Regions from separate parts of the Columba livia genome. Here region 1 is linked to region 2. The links are chromatin contacts, called in public Hi-C maps. All regions are on one chromosome and are shown on one strand. The core of a region is the stretch at or near the end of the contact, and the rest is flanking DNA. Distances in the headings are between cores, read along the strand shown.

Region 1 (6,675 bases), core at 3,704-6,203, 180 kb before region 2:
AGACACAAAGATGGGACAACTCTGTGTAACGTCCCAAATGAGTAACACCAGAGGGTCCCATCGCGAAGTAAATTCTATGAGAGCGTGGACCACCAGGCCGGACACAAGGTTTAGTGGTACATACAGGAACTCTCACATGAATATGCCACAAGTCCATGCTTTATTCAGGTGCTGGGTGCAAAACTACTGTTGTATTCATTCAGCATTTTGGAAATACACCATATAAACTCCAGGTCAAAACACAGCAGCCATTGGCTTCCAGGAGAATATCAAGAGTCATGAATCCCGGTTTTAGAAAGATTAATGCTCCCTCAAAAACGTGCAACCATATGCCTGCGTTTCCTTTCAATAATGGTCCCAAACATGAAAAGACTCCTCTCTTGCCAGCATATTATGTCTTGTTCAAACTATGCTGTATACCCCCAAAGTTGGAAAATTTTTACAACAGCGTGATTTTTCTCCCTTTTCATACAATGCGTTTGCCACTATGCACCACTCCTCAAAACCTTCACTTTAAGCTACATACTCATGGAAACTTCACTTACTTTAGTGCAGAGTATGTAAATCCTTTCAAGCCATCTTTGCACCTGAAACATAAAAACAACAGGTTTTTCAATAATGGGCTGTTTGCGATACAACATAAAGTGTTATGGATCAAATATTATGTAGGAGGACTGCGGATGAACACCAGCTTCTCATTAACGACAAACAGCACGTCTGTAACAACTCTGTGGCTGTGTCCAACCTCACAATTGTCACCACGGCCTTGGGACATCTCGGAAACAAAGGGTACAGCACATAAACCCCAGTGCTTCTCTCTTTTATCCAAACCAAGAGTGGAGAAATTTTTAAAGGATGGTGACAGAACCACTGGGGTGACAATGGGCCACATGACAAAGAATTGTTGCTTTATGGAAAAGAAGTCACGATGGGGTTTATGACAGATAAATCTCACTGCAAGGGGAGAAAGGAGAGTTGGACCTCAATAAAATACCCACCCTCTCGTGAAGAGCTGCAGGGAATAGTTGCTCTGAGTTTGAGATATATTGTTCTACTTTGCAATCTCTGCCGCTTGTTACTTTAAGATGACTCTCGATCTGAAAGTCCTGTTTTTTCAATTATACAAAGGTTGTTCCGATTCTAAGCTTGATCATATGCATTCTCAGTTACAGACTACAGGGTTCTTGTGTGAATAATGACCACAGCAAAGAGTCCGTAACTGGCTGTGAAACATTCAGGTTATTGGCTTTTTCTGCCCAGGACACAATGGAAGGAGCTGAACCTGGCAGCTGCTACAGATTCTTCCCAGAAGACTTGTCAGTGTCATGTTGGTAGGAAAGCAAAGAGCAGATACTTGGAGGTTTTTCCCTTTTTCTTTTTTATAGAATTGCACAGGGAAGACATCATGGTAGCAACGCATTCCTGACACAGCACATAAAGCACCAACTAGTAACATATCGACACCATCACTTCAAGAACACATCTACTCCAAGAGAAGACAGGACAGCAGTCGCAAAAGCTTTGGAAGCGGGAACAGAAAAACACAATCCTTTGACTTCTGCCTGCAGAGACCAAGTTGTCCCTGCAAAGTCTGTGCCTGAACCCCCCCAAAAACACGTCCCACCATCTCCCAGTAGACCCCGTGTGTGGTCAACGTGTGCTACCGATGGCTGGAGACACCACCAGCAGGAAGAATATAACAAGATGAAAGATGTTCAGAGATCAACACAGCCCTGTTTTCTCCTGGTAGGGCAGCATCTGGTGCAATGCTGGTATGATGTCACAGCATTAAATACTCCTGGGAAACTCTTCCCAAGGGTATGGCCTTCACCACATCTGCTTCCAAGGACTTTGGTTTGTCACCATGTGCACAGTGCTAAGTAAGTATCAAGCACAGTTGCACAGAGCACTGGAAAATTCATCCTGAAGAACTTCTCTTTTACAATGACTGCACCTACAATATTGGTTTCCTCAGGGAGGTGTCACGGCCCCAAGCCTGACAGTGTTCAAGAAGAGACTGGACAACGTCCTCAGACACACGGTGTGAACTGTGGGGTTGTCCTGTGCAGGGACAGGAGTTGGACTCCATGATCCTTGTGGGTCCCTTCTAACTCAGGACATTCTGTGATTCTATATCTAGGGGTTAAAGGTAAATGCATATAAATAAGATGGCTCACTTTGTCTTTAATTAATATAGAACTTCGCATCAAAGATATGCAAACATTTTACTTTTTATGATTCTTTACCTATAAGATTCAGAAGCTTTAAATTATCATAGCACTTTAACATAGAGACGGACTGAAAGATGGATTGAAACAATCGGTGAGTGATGGACTGAAACAAACTTAATCAGCTTTTTGCCAGAGATCACAGTGAATCACTGGCAGAACTGCAAATGGAGCCCAAATGCACAGGGTTTATATATATGTCTGCTATATCCACAGAACCACAGTCTGGTATCATGAGTTTGATTTTAAACATCTGATTGACTGTAAGTTAAATGAACTTTGATTTAAGGGTGTTCAACAAATTAAGTCTGCAAGCTGCCAGCTCAAGAATAGGGCCTTAGTTTCTACTTTCCCAGTAAATTAAAACCATACACAAACTGAAATGTAAACATGCATGTAAGTGTTTATAGAATAATATTGAAACAGAAAGCAATAACAGCATGAGCATAATGATGTTTTTGCCTTAATCACTTCAGTGCAGCTGCTGGTTGAGTTTTACGTGTCCCATTATTCCATTATCACACCAGCAGAGGTCCCTGCCCAACCAGTGCTGGGGCCGACCCGACCAACACCACCCTGCCGCTCATCTGCCTTTAACTCCCCAAAGACACCGTCGCTCGAATCCTTTCTTCACTAGTATTGAAATTCAGAAGAGATCTGAATCGCTGAAAGAGACAACAGCACTCCAACTCCCTACTCCTCCAAGAAACATGCAAAAGATTTCTAATGTCTATTCTAACCACACGATTAAAGTCAATTCTATGCAGTATTTGGTATATCAAAACTTTATTAAATAATTATTCTTATTTTATTTGTTCTTCTGTATAATTATAGAGCTATGAATCCGCCTGCAAAATGCACCAAACTTAAATATGTGATTCAATATGGAAGCAACACTAAAGATACAATTCAATTTTTTTTCCCATTAACTTCCTAATTTTTTAAATTATAACAGTATAAAAGCACTATATAAGGTCTTAAACAGAACTTAATTCATGCTGCTTGCTGTCTAAAATCACTTGTGTAAAGTGGATATGTGAAAATATTGCATATTAAAGGATTTAAAAACCAGAAGTCCTAGAGAAACAATTTTGAGTAATTTGCATGGTAACTCATCCTTCTCTGACATGACAATTTTGCTTTTACAAATGAAGCAGCAACCAAAACCAAAACTAATGATCTAATATCTGGCTTTAAATCATGAATTCAGTACATGAAAGGCTGCAGAATACCAGTCTAGAGATAGGGATTGCCTTATTTATTCACTCACTGGGTACATACCATAGGTAGCAGCAGGAACCCCCCACGCTGACTCCAAGCATGCTGGTTTTTGGGGGGCACAACCAAAGCTGCTGCAGGGACAGCATGGAGACGTCACAAATTCAGCTTCAAGGGAGACTGTCGAGGTCCAACACTCGCTGCATATGGCACGTTTCACGAACACCTGTCTGCTAATAACTGAACTAAGACTAATGATTTGCTTCATACAGCCCTTAATTGGTAATAATAATGCCAACACTAATTGGTAATAATAACTTTTACTCAATGCTTCATTGCTCAAGGGGTGAAAAAGCCTGGCCTGTGCTGCTGACCCCTGTGAGCCATTCAAGCTGTAAATGAGCACAGTAAAACCTGTTACATGTGTCCGGCGTTGCAGATATCCCTGAGACCGGAAAAACCTCAATAGCGTATTAAAAGCTTGTTTTCAGGGCATTTATTCAACCGGGAAGGTCTGAGATAAGGGGTGAGTTGTACGCCGTTAGAGGTAACTCACCTCTGCTGCCATCCCCAGCACCCTGAGCGCCCCAGGGACCGAATCTCAAGCTGCAGGAGGGCAGCGCCACTTTGTGCCCAGCAAGCAATAATTTAAAGGATGCACAATCTGGTTCCATTTTCCCATCAGAAAATGGTACAAAGGGACCCTGCCAGCTGTCCCCATTGGGCACCGTGTACCTGGTCACCCAGAAATGCTTCACTCCAGCTTGGCTTTGGCCACAGCAATAAATTCAAGTTCTCCAAATTCCCCTGCTGCGACAATTCTGGCACATGAGCAAATAGAGTTGATTTTAGTTGTGTATATTTGTAACACAAATTTAACTTATGGCCACACACATTTATTTTTTCATAAAGAAAACAGTAAAAGTGAAATAGAGCCAAGGCTTGATACTAACTATACTTCCAACTAGACATGAACTAACTCTAATTATTTATGTTTGTGTATGTGAAAAGGTGCTGTACATGAGCTTACTCTACTCTCCCTCCATCCTGTGGGAAGGAGAAGTTCCCACACTGAACTGCAAGGCTGCAGCTGCCAGCAATTCTGTTTTGGGCTTTTTTATTAGTATGCCTTGTCATAAGTGTTGTAAAGATTTTCTCCGTGACCAATCGATATACCCTGTGCAAGAAGCCTTCTGGGGAACCAAGTTACTTTTCACCCACGGAACTGGTGAGGAGAAAGCAGCTCACAGCACCAATATATGCCACATTTAACAGCATCCCCGTATTGCTTGTGTTACCTTTCAGAGTAGGAGTAAATTAAGAACTCCTCTATGCAGAGCTCTCATTACGGCCGGGTGGAAAGGAAACACCGCAAGCACGGGACATGTGGTGGCACATCACATCTGCCTGTAGAGACTGATCAGAGGTGGAGGTGACCACGGTTCCCAGTTAAGGTGTTTTATGGGGAAGGGAGGATCACAGTGATGAAACGTGACTGTGTCTGAACACGCCAGCTATATCCCTTGCTATTAGGAATTAAAGGGTACCCACGTTCCTTTGTGAGCTGTGTTGAACTTGAGGACAATCCATTTTCTGTTTCAAGCTACTTAGAGAGGTTACTACACCTTCCTCCTTCTGTTTTTCTATCCTTCACTCTCTCCCTTCCCCCAGTGTTAACAACACTAAACACAGTAACAGTTGTCATTTTTCTGAGATGTCATCTTTATCCATTTATTTTCTTCCTTTTCCATCTCCCCCTTCGCTCTTTATTCCTGCAAGTCAAACTCCTGTTTTGTATTTGCCCCCATCTGTCCTTTTGTAAATGTTATTCTCAAAAGATCATTTGTTTTCCTTAAAACCAAATCATCCATCATTATCTTCTCCACCCCCCTCATGGTCTGACACTCCCCATCATGTTAATCACGTGGGTTGTGACTACAGGATTGAAACTGCAGAATAAGCGCCACTGAGAATGGGATTATAAAGAAATTCAAGATCCAGGGACACACATTTAACCATTCTGTATCAGAGAAATGGAAGAACTAGTTCAAGCTCAGTTCTAAGTTGTTTGAGAGTAAATAGTTTATGTGGTTACTGTAAGATAAAATCCCACTTCGGAAATAGTAGTTTTCCAAAAGGCCTTGGGAAGCAAGAACAATTCCAAACCAGTAAGGTCTTCCTCACTATGTAGAAAAAAGTTACTTTAAAATGAAGTATTTTATATCTGTGGATATAAAATAAGAGCTGACCCAGTCAAGTCAGATAAGACAAACGGGGTTGAAACCAAAGGTTTTTCAGAACTGTGTACCACTAGTATTTTTCCCAGCAGAAGAACACATATTTTCGTTTTTAAGTGAAAAATGTGATTTATAAGAATTATGATCGGACATGCCACAAAACCTATTTTGACTTGTCACTACTCAGTTGTGGTGAACTTTCCAACTATCTGAGCGGTATCTAGATCCTTCCCAGGGACCAAAGAAGAACATGATTATTATGCTAATCTTAATGCCTAAATCCATTGAGCTGTCAGTGGTCTGTGATGAGGCTGCAGAAAGACATTTAGATAAATCTGTGGGAAACCGGATCCTAAAATTCTTTGTAGATATGGTGACACAAGAGTCTTCTGACTTCAGCAACTTCTCATGACTTTCACACCAGCTTGAAAAAAAATAATACTCTGCTTACTTATTTTCCTATCAGAAACAAAGTGCATCAAATCTAAAATTATAGCACCCTACTTGGAAGCAGAGAAGCATTTAGATGTAATTCCTTTGGATCAAAACCACCACTTGAAGTTGAGCAGCATCTCAACACAAAGGAGCTTCCATTCTAGATCTACAGCTCCATGAGGCACAAGAGATCAGAATGTGAGCTGTTTCCTTCACAGATGGCTAGATTGCTTTAACATGCAAGATTCAGTGAGATTTTTTTCCTTTCCTTCCTTTCCTTTCCTTTCCTTTCCTTTCCTTTCCTTTCCTTTCCTTTCCTTTCCTTTCCTTTCCTTTCCTTTCCTTTCCTTTCCTTTCCTTTCCTTTCCTTTCCTTTCCTTTCCTTTCCTTTCCTTTCCTTTCCTTTCCTTTCCTTTCCTTTCCTTTCCTTTCCTTTCCTTTCCTTTCCTTTCCTTTTTCTCTCCTCTCTCCCCTCTCCCCTCTCCTCTCTTTCTCCTCTCCTCTCTTTTTATCATTCCAACCAATCACCTTTATTTACTAAAGAGATCTCACAAAGA
Region 2 (6,710 bases), core at 1,014-3,513:
GCAAGCTCCTTGCCCGACCTTGGGACTGTAGCACTGTCTGCCTGCGTGTTTAAAAAGTTAAGATAATATTACTTGTCTGCCTCACAAGGATTTTGTAAGGTTATAGGCACTGTTTATTGGAGCTCGCTGTAAAGTATTAGCCGTGATGAGAGCTATGTAAATATCTGAGCTCATGAAACCTCAATTAAAAGACCATCCATCTTGCTAGAGGAAAGCACACTTGGAGCCCATCAGTCCCTGCAACATCGTGGTACAGCTCACACACACGGTTCCCACATCTGAGAGGTGAAAAAAACACAACAGTGATAGAGCTGCAAAGGAGAAACCCACAGGGACTGAGCACTTCACAGCATGGGTTTTAGATCATTGAATCATTTTGGGTGGAACAGACCCTCAAGATCATCGGGTCCAACCATAACCTAACTCTGGCACTAAACCGTGTCCCTAAGAAACTCCTCTACACATATTTTAAACCCCTCCAGGGATGGTGACTCAACCACGTCCCTGGGCAGCCTGTTCCAATGCCTGGCAACCCTTTCCATGAAGAATTTTTTCCTAATATCCAACCTGAACCTTCCCTGGTGCGACTTGAGGCCATTTCCTCTTGTGCTATCACTTGTTACTTGGGAGAACAGATCAAGTTTTGCTGCAGTTTACAATCTCATGCCTGGAAAGGAGCTGTTTTTAAGTGTTGCCTTGGTCTGTTAGTCTTAGTCTTAGTCCGGTGATGCAGCCAGGAGACCCTGGGGAGAAGCAAAGGTGCGAATGGAAGCAGAGCTGCTGCGATGGACATGCTCAGGAGCACATGCACATGCCACTGGCCATACACACACAGTAAGAGGTCACTTAACTGGGACTTTACAAACATTTTCAAAGTGCTTTACAAACAGTTCATTAATAGATGACATATTTTTGCTGAAGGCACAACCAGCTCAACCAGGTTTTATTACAGGTGTAAATAATACTGAGAGAATTTAAGTGCAAACCTAATTTCTCTGTGCTTAATCCCTCCTCCTGCTGACATGTTCAAGGTCTGCTTAATCATCCAGCCCTTTCCCCTCCAAATTCAGAAATGCTTCATCCACACTTATTTATTTTACGGAGATTTATACAAATGCCAGGAGGTACCTAGCAGTGCCCTCCAGGTTTCTTGGCCCCAATGAAAAAACAAACAACGGTAAACCCCAGATGTAACCCAGCAGCTCAGCAGCTAGCGAAACAATTTAACTTGTTAGGGGAAGAGAAAAAGGCAGCTCAGAAAACCAGCCTGGACATTTTTAACCTGGCCATGAAGAAGCCGAGTGCCCTTGGCTGTGAGGAGACAGGCCAGAAGTGAGGGAAGGGCTGGGGTGCAATGAGCATGAGCCCCAACATGTGTGCTGTGGTTTCAGCCCACACTGTCCATGAGGAGCTGGACTTGGGTGCCATGGAGAGGTGTAGTGGGGACACTGGGGATGGTGGGAATGTCTCCCAGTGGCACCAGGCATGTAGGAGCAAGGGGGGGGTACATGTTTTGGTTGGAGGGGGCATGGGCAGGGCTCCCCGGGGTATTCCTGAAGGACAAGGACAATAGAGTTGTAGAACAGTTTGTGTTGGAAGGGCCCTTCAAAGCTCATCCAGTGCCACCCCTGCCATGAGCAGGGACATCTTCACCCAGGTCAGGTTGCTCAGAGCCCCGTCCAGCCTGGCCTGGGATGTCTCCAGGGATGGGGCATCCACCACCTCTCTGGCCAACCTGGGACAGGGTTTCACCACCCTCAGTGTAAAATATTGCTTCCTCATGTCTGGCCTGAATCTCCCCTCCTTTAGTTTAAAACCATCACCCCTTGTCCTGTCCCAACAGGCCCTGCTACAAAGTCTGCCCCATCTTTCTTACAGGCCCCTTTTAAGTACTGAAAGGCTGCAATAATGTCTCCCCTTCTCCAGGCTGAACAACCCCAACTCTCAGCCTGTCCCCGTAGCAGAGGGGTGCAGGTCTGAGGGGTGCGAGCAGGAGGAGAAGGGCTTGGGGGCTTGCGAGGGGTGGCGGGAGGCAGCCAGGAGGACGGCGCTTCTCGAGGGTGCTGGTCGGGGCTTCTCAGGCACCCGAGCTGGGACTCCTCGATGCCGAGTTGGGGTGCAGGTAGGACCACCCCCGTCCAGCAGGACTGCGGCGGGGGCCGGGCTCCCCGGGGCGGGGACGGGGGCGCTGGGAGGGCTCGGGGAGGCGCCGTCCCTCCCCTGGGCAGTTTCTCGGCGAAGCTCTTTAATAGCGGAGCCGCCCCCGGCCCCTCCCCGTTGGAGCCGGCCCGTGCGGCACGGCGCGGCCGGGGCCGGGGCCGTGGGGCGCAGCTCGGGCCATGGCGGGGGGCGGCGGAGGGGCTGCCGGCCGGGCCCGGCTGCTGGCCGTGCTGCTGGCGGGGCTGCTCGGTGGGGCGCGGGCTTTCGGCGACGAGGAGGAGCGGCGGTGCGACGCCATCCGCATCGCCATGTGCCAGAACCTGGGCTACAATGTCACCAAGATGCCCAACCTGGTGGGGCACGAGTTGCAGGCGGACGCGGAGCTGCAGCTCACCACCTTCACCCCCCTCATCCAGTACGGCTGCTCCAGCCAGCTCCAGGTGGGTCGGGGCGCCGGGGGTCCCCTTTGTGCGTGGCCGGAGTGGGAGAGCGGGGTGGGAGGACTGGACCGGCTGCTCATCCCCATCCTCATCTCCATCCCCTCGGCTCAGTCCAAAAAGAAAACCCAACCGAAAGTCCCGCTGGGTTGAGCGCTGTTCCTCGGCGCCTGGGACGGGCTCGTTCATCCCGGTGCGGAGGGGCAGGGGCACGTTGTCTCGGCGGAGCTTCGGGTGTTGTACCCGAGCTCTGCTCCCCTCTTAGCTGAGAACCCCAGGGAGCTGCTCCTGGGAGCTGCCGGCTGGTGGGAACCTCTTCCGAGGCTTCCATCGCAGGAGTTTCTTTCCCAGGCGAATGGTGAGATCCCGGTCCTCCCCACGGGCATGGATTTCATCAAACAAAAACCAGCTTGTTTCTTGGGACAGAGCTCCCGAAGTAGCACGCGATCCCGCTTACACTGTCGCGTCACAGAATTGCGATTATTCGAAAAGTGGAGGAAACTACAGTGTTTTATTACTGTTACATACGTGACCTTATTGTAAAAGAAAAAGCTATTCTTTTAGGAGGATCATGAACCAAAGTAATTCAATAAAATGCCTTTTCTTCTGTTTGTCTGTTAGCTGTAATATCCAGGCAGTGCCCAGAACAAATATATGTATTTGTTTAAACCGCTTCAGTTTGGTTTTTTGCTTTCCTAAATTGCACCCTTGAGGTTTAGATCTGGCTAAATCCCACTCGCTTTATTGAAAGTGATGGGCTAAATATACACGGAGCTAATCTAGGGAGTAAAATGTTCAAGCTTTGGCTTCGGACCACATTTGAACTGAAAGAAGACAACATTGTTAGGTTGTTGGTTTTGTTTTTTTTTTTTCTCCTTTGTTTTTATTGTTCTTGGTTTATTTGTTTTATGCTGCTTCCTGTTTTTTAAGGCAAAGGACCAAATATTACTGCTAAAAAGACAAAAAGGAAAACTTGCTGTATTTTAACCTGTTTAATTTTCCCCTAACGCACTTGTGATTTCTGTTTCTTCCAGTTCTTCCTTTGTTCGGTGTATGTTCCGATGTGCACAGAGAAGATTAACATCCCCATAGGTCCCTGTGGTGGCATGTGCCTCTCTGTCAAAAGGAGATGTGAGCCTGTTTTAAAAGAATTTGGATTTGCCTGGCCGGACAGCCTCAACTGCAGCAAATTCCCACCCCAGAACGATCACAACCACATGTGCATGGAGGGTCCAGGAGATGAAGAGGTTCCCCTGCACAGCAAGACCTCCCTCCAGCCCGGAGAAGAGTGCCACAGCATGGGATCTAACTCGGAGCAGTACATCTGGGTGAAGAGGAGCTTGAACTGTGTCCTCAAGTGCGGCTACGACGCTGGTCTCTACAGCAGGTCAGCCAAGGAATTCACGGATATCTGGATGGCCGTGTGGGCCAGTCTTTGCTTCATCTCCACTGCCTTCACAGTCCTGACCTTCCTGATTGATTCATCCAGGTTTTCCTACCCGGAGCGCCCAATCATATTTTTGAGCATGTGCTACAATATTTATAGCATTGCTTATATTGTGAGGCTAACTGTGGGCCGGGAAAGGATATCCTGTGATTTTGAAGAGGCAGCAGAACCTGTTCTTATCCAAGAAGGTCTTAAGAACACAGGATGTGCTATAATTTTCTTGCTGATGTATTTTTTCGGGATGGCTAGCTCCATCTGGTGGGTTATCCTCACATTGACGTGGTTTCTGGCTGCAGGACTCAAGTGGGGCCACGAAGCTATAGAAATGCACAGCTCTTATTTCCATATTGCAGCCTGGGCTATCCCCGCCGTGAAGACCATCGTCATTTTGATTATGAGACTAGTAGATGCGGACGAGCTCACCGGTCTGTGCTACGTTGGGAGCCAGAACCTAGATGCGCTGACGGGCTTTGTTGTCGCTCCGCTTTTTACCTACCTGGTCATTGGGACTTTATTCATTGCAGCGGGACTGGTGGCCTTATTTAAAATCAGGTCTAATCTTCAGAAAGATGGAACTAAAACAGACAAACTGGAAAGGCTGATGGTCAAAATCGGTGTTTTTTCGGTGCTGTACACTGTCCCAGCAACGTGTGTCATCGCCTGTTATTTCTATGAAATCTCCAACTGGGCCATTTTCCGCTATTCGGCAGATGATTCCAATATGGCAGTGGAGATGCTCAAAATCTTCATGTCCCTCCTGGTGGGGATTACGTCAGGTATGTGGATCTGGTCAGCCAAAACTCTGCACACGTGGCAGAAGTGCTCCAACAGACTGGTGAACTCAGGGAAGGTAAAACGGGAGAAGAGAGCAGACGGTTGGGTGAAACCTGGGAAAGGGAATGAGACCGTGGTATGAGGAAAGGACGGCACCCCGATGGTCCGACCGCTCCCCCGTGGAGGACTGATTGTGTGTAAGCGTTGCTGTGAAAATGTTGGGAGCAGCGTAGGGAGATGGTTACACAACCTGTCTCTGGGGGATGGAGAAAAAAAAAAAGCCTTAAAGAACAAACAGCAAAAAGATCACACTGCAGATACAATAGCCATAAACCATGCTGCCCAAAACAGGAAAGCCCGAGAGGCTTTAAAAGCTGTGAAATATCCAAACACGTTGTCTTCCTTTGCAATGTACTGAAGTCTTTAGAAGCTGAGGGACTGTAGCCCACGCCTGTGGGATGTTATTTTCTTTTTCCTATAGCTGATGGAGGAAAGGTGGTCCGGGGCCAAATTCTGGGCTGATGTAGGGCCCAGATATCAGAAGGTGGAGCATCCGGGACCTCAGTTAGATGCCTTTTTTCTGAGTTCAGCATCATGAAGAAGGCGCTTGCCGAGGCTTGTGTCTTTGTGCCCTGGGGAATTCTGTTGCTCCCATATGCTGCACGAGTCAGCCAAGGATCAGGTCCTCCAACAAATACCAAGTGGACTTTCCAGGTCTGAGAGTTACCCATTATGAGTAGGATTTAGTGAGGTATTAGTGAGGATGATTTTTAAAGTTGTCTGATGGTCTAATAATAATTTCAACACATTATTTTTACGGTCTGTAACCTGGTCTGAATTGAAAATTGGCTCTGCCTTGAGTGGGAATTTGGACCTCCCTAGGTCCCTTCCCACCTGAATTATTTCGTGGTTCTATCAATATTTCTAATTTTTTAAAGGCTTTACTCAAGACCATTGGCAGAAGTAGATGAGTCAGTGGGGGCTGGAAATCTGTGTATGGTCTTCTGCATTGGTTTTTGTCCGTCTGCCTTTGTTCCTGTCCCTTCAGGTGCTCCTGCTATTTCCAGTGGACTACTTTATTCTGCTGCATTCAACAGCTTTAAATAAAGTCTTACATTATAGCGTTCCTTCCTCTAGGAAAAAGAAAATTGAGTTGAGGGTCTCTTCAAACAATGCCAGTTTTCTCCAAGTAAACTTATCTGGCCCTCTCTGGAGACCCATTGCATGAAGCAATTAAGTCTTAATATATTTCATTCGGTGTGATGGTATCTCTGCAGACGCCAGTCTGGGGAGAAGCGAAATGTTAAGTTCCTTGGCAACCTCATGTTCACACAGATCAGTTGTATAATTATGTGTGTCAGTTACAATTAAAAGAACATTCTCAGCCCATGACATCGCAGTACAGCTGACTGCCTCACAATGATGCTCCCATTGCTCACTGACAGCTATGGAGACATTTTTTTAAAGTATTTTTTACATGCAGAATGTGAGCAGACATTCAGTCCTCAGGAATGAAAAAAGACACTTCCAGTTTTTGTAAAGAGATCCCGAGAGAAGAGACACAACTTCTTGGTGAATAATGTTTCACAGCAACTATCGGGTTTACTTGTTCTTTATTTGAGGAGGCATCGGCTTGTGCTTGTGGGGAGCTCGAATCTTGTGTTGGAGGTTTGGGTAATAAGAAAGGTGATGCAAACAGAAATGGCCCAGAAGCACTCCAGAGAACACTGTTCTGATGCTCTATCCCTTTGAAGGACCTTTGTTTTAATCTGTGTGCCCTAAACATTTGCTTCATTTGTTTGTGTGGAACCTGTCTGACTGTGGAGCGTCCCCCCCGGTACCCCAACTCACGCGACCTTCAAGGGCAGCTGAGAACAGGCACCGCTTTATTG

The links. A called contact is a pair of places that touch in the nucleus more often than the background predicts.
Region 1: a Hi-C map of liver shows a contact between it and region 2, with 4 times the contacts expected there. The contact joins the enhancer-like site here to the promoter of FZD4 in region 2. A contact is called at or near these places in 2 of 2 Hi-C or Micro-C datasets (crop and liver).

The regions. Positions count from the first base shown.
Region 1 is chr1:9,718,154-9,724,828 of bColLiv1.pat.W.v2, reverse strand. TMEM135 (transmembrane protein 135) reads right to left here. Exons shown (of 14, transcript XM_065034603.1): 6 at 546-587. Among named protein-coding and RNA genes, the nearest start is that of TMEM135, 160 kb to the right of the region's middle. Within about 2 kb of position 4,953, at least 2 of the 3 cell types and tissues checked have an H3K27ac peak away from gene starts, as active enhancers do.
Region 2 is chr1:9,536,854-9,543,563 of bColLiv1.pat.W.v2, reverse strand. It overlaps FZD4 (frizzled class receptor 4), which reads left to right and starts at 2,263. Exons shown (of 2, transcript XM_065032443.1): 1 at 2,263-2,600; 2 at 3,632-6,710. The coding sequence starts at 2,340. The coding sequence ends at 4,960.